2 separate regions of the Triticum aestivum genome follow, and region 1 is linked to region 2. The links are chromatin contacts, called in public Hi-C maps. All regions are on one chromosome and are shown on one strand. The core of a region is the stretch at or near the end of the contact, and the rest is flanking DNA. Distances in the headings are between cores, read along the strand shown. Region 1 holds the start of LOC123121891. Region 2 holds the start of LOC123121889 (putative BPI/LBP family protein At1g04970).

Region 1 (3,234 bases), core at 519-3,018, 180 kb before region 2:
TGCCTACGAAGTGTTCGATGAAACGCCCGACACGAGTAAGAAGAAGATGATGAGGTGGACGTTGTGTTAGACTTACGACTAGCCAAAACCGGGTTGACTCGGCACAGAAACAACCTCAGGGACTAAACTTGTCCGGTTTTAAAAGTTAGGGGTGCAAGTTGTCCGGTTTTCAAGTTGAAGGACTAAATCTAGACTCCACGAAGAGTTGAAGGACCAAAAATATACTTTTCTCTAAAATGAATGAGGTAAGTAGCTTTTCTCAAAGGTTCATAAATATCGTGGCGAAACAATTGAATGTACCAATATATTGTTCATTAGCTTATCTACATGTTCCAAATTACAAGTTTCGAAGCGATTCAAACTCATGAATCATTCATTGTCAGATTGGAGATGCACATGCCAAAAAAATAGGCCTTCTTTCAGCTGCAGATATTGTAGGAGAGTCAGGCTTAAGTGAGTAACTATCTATCTGAGCATTTTTGGATAATACAAGCAAATTCATAATGAAGGCTTATTTAGCATGTGGATTAGGTTTTTTGCATAGGTCGCTTAGAGAGAAAAGCTGAAACATAGCAAGGGGGGCATCAGACAGGTACATACCTCCCGAGTCCGATTTGCCACTCAATATGGTAATGGGCTTTGACAAAGTTAAATCTCTGACTTCTTGGCCTAAATGCCGAATCTGGTATCAAATACCAGCACGTGGAATGCACAAACAACAACAGAGACGTTATTTTACAGCAAATGAAAGACATTAGTGTAATATCTCATATTTATGCAACTGTTGGTGCAAGTATAAACAACTGCGCACCTGAGCTTGGATAAGAGCCATGTCATATGCGCTGGAGCCTTCTCCTTGATTTACGCCCTTCATGAGCTCCTAATAAAAACAGAAAAACACAACATGTCCCTCAAAGATTTGAAGGTTGACATAACTTACTACAAGATGAAGAACATACAATCTAAACCACTGACACATGCTTGGCAAACACTATGGCTGATTATTTTTTCTGCAGGGTACACTATGGATGATTTGGAGTACCCATTGGTGCCTTCACTTGTTACGCAGAAAATGAAAATGAGATCATCAAAAGCGCTGTCCAATACTTTCCATACATATATGTGTGCGGCAAAGCGGATTTAATTGTAAGATTGGGTGACAATCTGTGCTGCTCTTATGAGCATGTGTATGCAAATTTACAATCATGCTCTATTCAGACAGGTCAGCGGTAACGCTCCTATTATCCTATTGTCTTCTCATCATAAAAAACATCCAAAGATTTCTCCCCACCTCTGATGATGAATAAAGGCGAGAAAATTAACAAGGTATGAGCTGGAAATCCACCGACCTGGAGCTCCGCCAATACATCCGACAGGCGGCCATTCCGAAGCACGATCGATCCCGTCAGGCCTGCGGCGACGCAAAATCACCATTTCAGGATCAAGAGAAGCAGCCAATTCGAATTTCGACATCGCAAATTGATAGATTTGGGGACGGGGGGATTGATTGCGACCTGCGCCGACGAGGATGAGGACCTTGGAGGCGGCGACCCCCGTGTGCGTCGCCATCGCCATGCCCCTGCGGGCTCTCTCGTTCGCTTCTCGGAGGTTCTGGAAGGGGGGTCAGCGGCGGATTGGGTGGGGGGAGGAGACGGAGGAGGCGGGTGGTGGCTTGGAGGAGGGGAAAGCGTGCGGGACGAGCGGGCTGGACAGTCGGGGTTGAACGCTTGGACCGGGCTCGGCCGCTCGGCTCGTGTCGGTTTGCCGACCACAGACGCTCTTGGGTCTAGTCAGCATGTACGAGCAAGAAGGTTACCGCACAAGCTCAAAAAAAAAAGGTACCGCACGCTACTTCTAATCTTCACGATGAATCATGAGACTACTACTAGCAAAAAAATTACTGTAGAAAAGAAGGATGTATCCCGGCCTCTGGGCGATGCATGTAGACTGTCATGAGACTACCACTAGCAAAAAGTCATGAGACTATCACTAGCAAAAAAAATTACCGTAGAAAAGAAGGATGTACCCCGGCCTCTGGACGATGCATGCAGCCTGCTTATTAATTATTCACAAAAACCTTGCAAAGTACTTCTCCGTTTTTAAATATTTGTCTTTCTAAAGATTTCAACAGTAACTCTATATGAAGTAAAATGAGTGAATCTACACTGTAAAATATGTCTATATACTTCCTATATAGTAGTCCATTTGAGATGTCTAAAAGGACAAATATTTAGAAACGGAGGGAGTAAGCCTGAAGTCTCCATCTTAGCAATACGTGTCGCTACTCCTATCCATTTGATAAAGGGGTGCTGAATGTGCGAGCCTAATACCAAACAGACATCGCACAAAATCCTAACACCTAAAGCCGGTTATCCCACCCAAGCCACAATGCCGGGATTGGGTCACACACCAATCCGGCGCACTCTCAGTGGACATCACATGCGCACACTGCAAGGGCCGTCACCACCATCTTCTAACGATCCATCTTCAAAGCAGATACTGACGCATCGGTCTTGCCAGTCCTCTCTACCACCAACGCCACCACGACGCCAGACGGCGTCGTCCTCCGGCGCGAGTCTATCACCACACATCAAACACCGAGTCTCCACTACGCCACGCCGCTGAGATCCGCCGCCATCAATGTGTAGGATGAATCACCGCTTCACCAATGATACCGTCCACTGGTCCCTCGAGCCCATGAACACCTCCAAGAATAACGCCCCCTTAGGTACTAGCACTAGTAGAAAAGGGCATTTTGTCCCGGTTCTAGAGGGCCTTTAGTCCCGGTTCTGGAACCGGGACTAAAGGGTCGTTACTAAAGGTCCCCTTTTAGTCCCGGTTCTTATACGAACCGGGACTAAAGGCCCTCCACATGGTTGTTGCCTGGAGGTCCACCTTTAGTCCCGGTTGGTAACACCAACCGGTACTAAAGGATTTTTTTTAAAAAATTAAAAAAAAATTGAAATTTTTTCCTGATTTTCAAATTTCTGAATTATTTTAACCTCTAATCTCTAATCACCCCTCATCACTGCTCAATTTAATCTCTAATCACCCCTCATCATTCCAAATCATCTAACTTCCCGAACAGTCACCCATCCTCCCACTCCCCCAGCCTGAGCACACTTAACTTCCGGGTTCTATTGTCCCTCGTTTTCAAATCTACACTTGTTGTTTTCCTGACAATAGTAAGATGTCAATCCTATTAACCCTCAGGAGTTTAGCTTGAGCATGAAG
Region 2 (3,437 bases), core at 434-2,933:
AGCCCGATAATCTTTCTTTCGTTCATGTAAACACTGTGAGGTTTTAATAAAAACTTCGCGAGATTGCCTAAAAAAGACAAATGGCCATAATAAGTGGTAAATAGGATTTGCCGGAAACGAACCAATCGTTCACTTGTACATGGTTTGCGCTGGGCCTCGTTCACTTAGTGGCTCGCCACTAATTATGAAAGTATTTTTCATAAAGAAACTAGTAGTGGTAATCTTGTGTTGTGAGAAAAAAAATATTTGAACGAACTTAGAAGTACCTAGATTTGTGACCAGAGGAAGTAAAAATAGTGCATAATAAATTTGAGTTGAATATTTCGCACTCAAGGCCGCCGGCTATTTTAGTTTTTGCCACACCGGTGTACTCACAAATCGCATTGACTCAAAATCTACTTCAGGTCACATCCATGAACAAACATAGGTGCAGTGTTTTACATGTTCGACATGGGGCATATATTGTTGTCCTTCAGTCCTGCCTAGAGCTTCTCCTCTCCATTGCTCACCACATCGCTCATCGTCATATCTCATCATGATCAGAAAACATTCTCCATCCTCTATGGTTCTGGGCTTATCGCCTTCAATCGGTACACCCACAACTTGGGTTGGTCTAGACATCGGGCGGGGCAGGGAAAATAGACATTCCTAAGCATATGGTGAATTTCCTACTACCATAGTTGCAACATAATTCTACAACTCCGATTCTAACGGAAGTTATTTCTTAGTTTATACAATCCCCACAAGAAGTGTTGTATGCACATACTAAAAACATCTTTTTGTTACACAACTAATATTCATCTACAACCTCATAATCATGTACACCCTAAATAGGTGTGCAATGGGCATATTTGCATGGAGTTATATAAATACCCCCTTCGTCCCAGTGTCGACGTTCAACTTGCGCGTATGTGTGATGTGCATTTGGCTCTTTTGTGTCTCGGTGTTGACATTGGTACGATGTGCGTTGTTCGGTGTGTGACGAATTGCGTTTGTGGGTGGCAAGTGTGTGGAAGGAGGTAATGTTTTTTTTTTGAGAAAACTTTTGATCTATTCATCTTTAATCATGATAGTACAACGAACACCAGAAATAAAAAAAATTACACCCAGATCCATAGACCACCTAACCACAACTACAAGCACTGAAGCGAGCCGAAGGCGCGCCGTTGTCATCGCACCTCTCTTGCCGGAGCCGGGAAAAACTTGTTGTAGTAAACAGTCGGGAAGTCGTCATGCTAAGACTCCATAGGACCATCACAACAGGACAGCAACCGACGCCGATAAAGAGTAGCGTAGATCGAAAGGATGCAACCTGAACACACACAAACATAGACGGACAACGATCAAATCAGAGCAGATCCACCAAAGACAAATTCACGGGACACACATTTTGATGAGAACTATCGTGTTGTTTCTATTGCATTGACAACTTTTCGCTCTTTCACATGGCTACCATTTCTTAAACAAAAGAAAAAGAACGAGAGTACTAAAATTAAGACCAACCCAAGGACTAACCTTTGTTGGCATTTTTTATAGGAGAAACTCCGTGAACATCGAGTGTCCGAGTCGGGATTCGAACTCGAATGGGCTGGCAGCTACCTCATTTGCCTAGCCAACGGGTCGATCCTCGGCAAAAGAAGAAGAACACATGTGGACGGGTGGCCAATCGAGCCACGTTTGCGCCACGTTAACCCTGGCAAACCCCAATCGCTCCTCACTGAAGCCGCGGCCGGTCAAAGCCGTCGCGAGCTCGCAAGCTCCCCTCCGCCGCGCGTGTGTTCTTCTCCCTGACGCCACCCACTTCCGCCGCCGCCGGCGAACACTATCCCCCTCGCCGCCATGGTCGCCCGTCTCCTCCTCCTCCTCCTCACCCTCCTATTCTCCACTCCCTCCCCCGCCGCCGCCTCGCCGCACATCTCCGCCGTCATCTCCCAGTCCGGCCTCGACTTCGCCAAGGACCTGCTCGTGCCCCGAGCCGCCGACACCCTCGCTCATCTGAGCGTACCCGACATCGAGCGGTCCGTGAGCATCCCCATCATCGGCGCCGTCCGCACGGTCGCCTCCCGCATCGTGCTTGGCGGCGTGGCAGTCGCCAACTCCACCGTCGCCGCCGGCGACACGGGGGTCGTGGTGGCCGCGTCCCTGTCCAGCGTCAACCTCACCATGGAGTGGAGTTACTCGTACAGCTCCTGGCTCGTTGAGATCTCTGACAGTGGGAATGCTTCGATTCAGGTAACACGACCGACGGGCTTCAGGCACTAGATTGGTTCATAAAGTGTTAATAATGCTCAGAATTAGAGGTAATTGCATCCTCAAGAATAGACGTAAACCTAGTTATCGGAGAACTAATTCATACTTATCAACATGTTTTACATGGGAATTATATACATGGGGCTGTAAAGAAAGTTTCATTTCTTCAGTAAGTACATGGGTGTCTATGTATATTATTCAGTAGTATAACTATTTTATGGGATAATGGTATTTTTCCTACCTATTAGTGCAGCATGATTGTTTTACATAAGCTTCAACTGAAACAATACTCATATCTTGGCTACATATTGGTAGCAGCATGACTCTTTTACTTAGGCTTCAATTTGGTCAGCCTGCAGGATTGATTTGACCAGCATATGACATTTTAGCACAATGGGGTTTTGAACTTACAATATAAAATCTAACTCGTAAAAATTCGTAGGAATTAAGTGTGGCTATACACATAGACAGAAGCAAGCAACTAAACAGCATTACGGTAACTTAGAGATGCCATATGCCTCATAAATCATTGATATGATGATAAGCTTGTTGTTCATTTGAACAAGGCAAAAAGCGAGTTACTTTTATTTTTGAAATTCTTTAAGTTAAAAGCTTGCACAAGCAACTAATTACCTGGATTCACATTACATGCCTTTTTTGCAAACAATTGCAGTTTTATGTATGTAAGTTTTACATTTACTTTGAAGTGTTCTTAACATGTCAAACCTTACACCTTTGTTTTGTTCATTGTTGTGCGACATATGTGATAGTTACACATCCTTTACCTTTGTAACTTTTTAGTAGTAGACACCCTTGACATGTATATGGAAGAAGGTACGAGGTGTATTCATGAATCCTTTTCACTAAGGTTGAAGGAATGGACGTTGGGGTTTCCATGGGGCTGAAGAATGAAAATGGATCACTAAAACTATTTGTTATGGAATGTGGCTGTTATATGAAAGACTTGGACATAACACTGAATGGAGGATCCTCTTGGTTTTATCAAGGGTACGTGGTTCACAGTTCCATATTTTTTAATACTTTGTCAACTCCTTTGAGTATGGTTTTTCTATATAAAACTCTTGTCATGACATGTATCTGAAGTGAACTAGGGTTTTTATTTTCAAACGAATTCTAATGAGATGTTATTGAATCCACATCAGTTGATGTATCCTCTTACTTTTTGT

What was found. Hi-C and Micro-C count contacts between places; a contact is called where the count stands out from the background.
Region 1: a contact with region 2 is called in a Hi-C map of leaf, with 2.7 times the contacts expected there. The contact joins the promoter of LOC123121891 here to the promoter of LOC123121889 in region 2. A contact is called at or near these places in 2 of 5 Hi-C or Micro-C datasets (both in leaf).

The regions. Positions count from the first base shown.
Region 1 is chr5D:374,924,647-374,927,880 of IWGSC CS RefSeq v2.1, reverse strand. LOC123121891 reads right to left here and starts at 1,768. Exons shown (of 12, transcript XM_044541986.1): 1 at 1,515-1,768; 2 at 1,350-1,411; 3 at 812-880; 4 at 601-682. The coding sequence starts at 1,575.
Region 2 is chr5D:374,742,943-374,746,379 of IWGSC CS RefSeq v2.1, reverse strand. LOC123121889 (putative BPI/LBP family protein At1g04970) reads left to right here and starts at 1,683. Exons shown (of 6, transcript XM_044541984.1): 1 at 1,683-2,232; 2 at 3,119-3,258. The coding sequence starts at 1,840.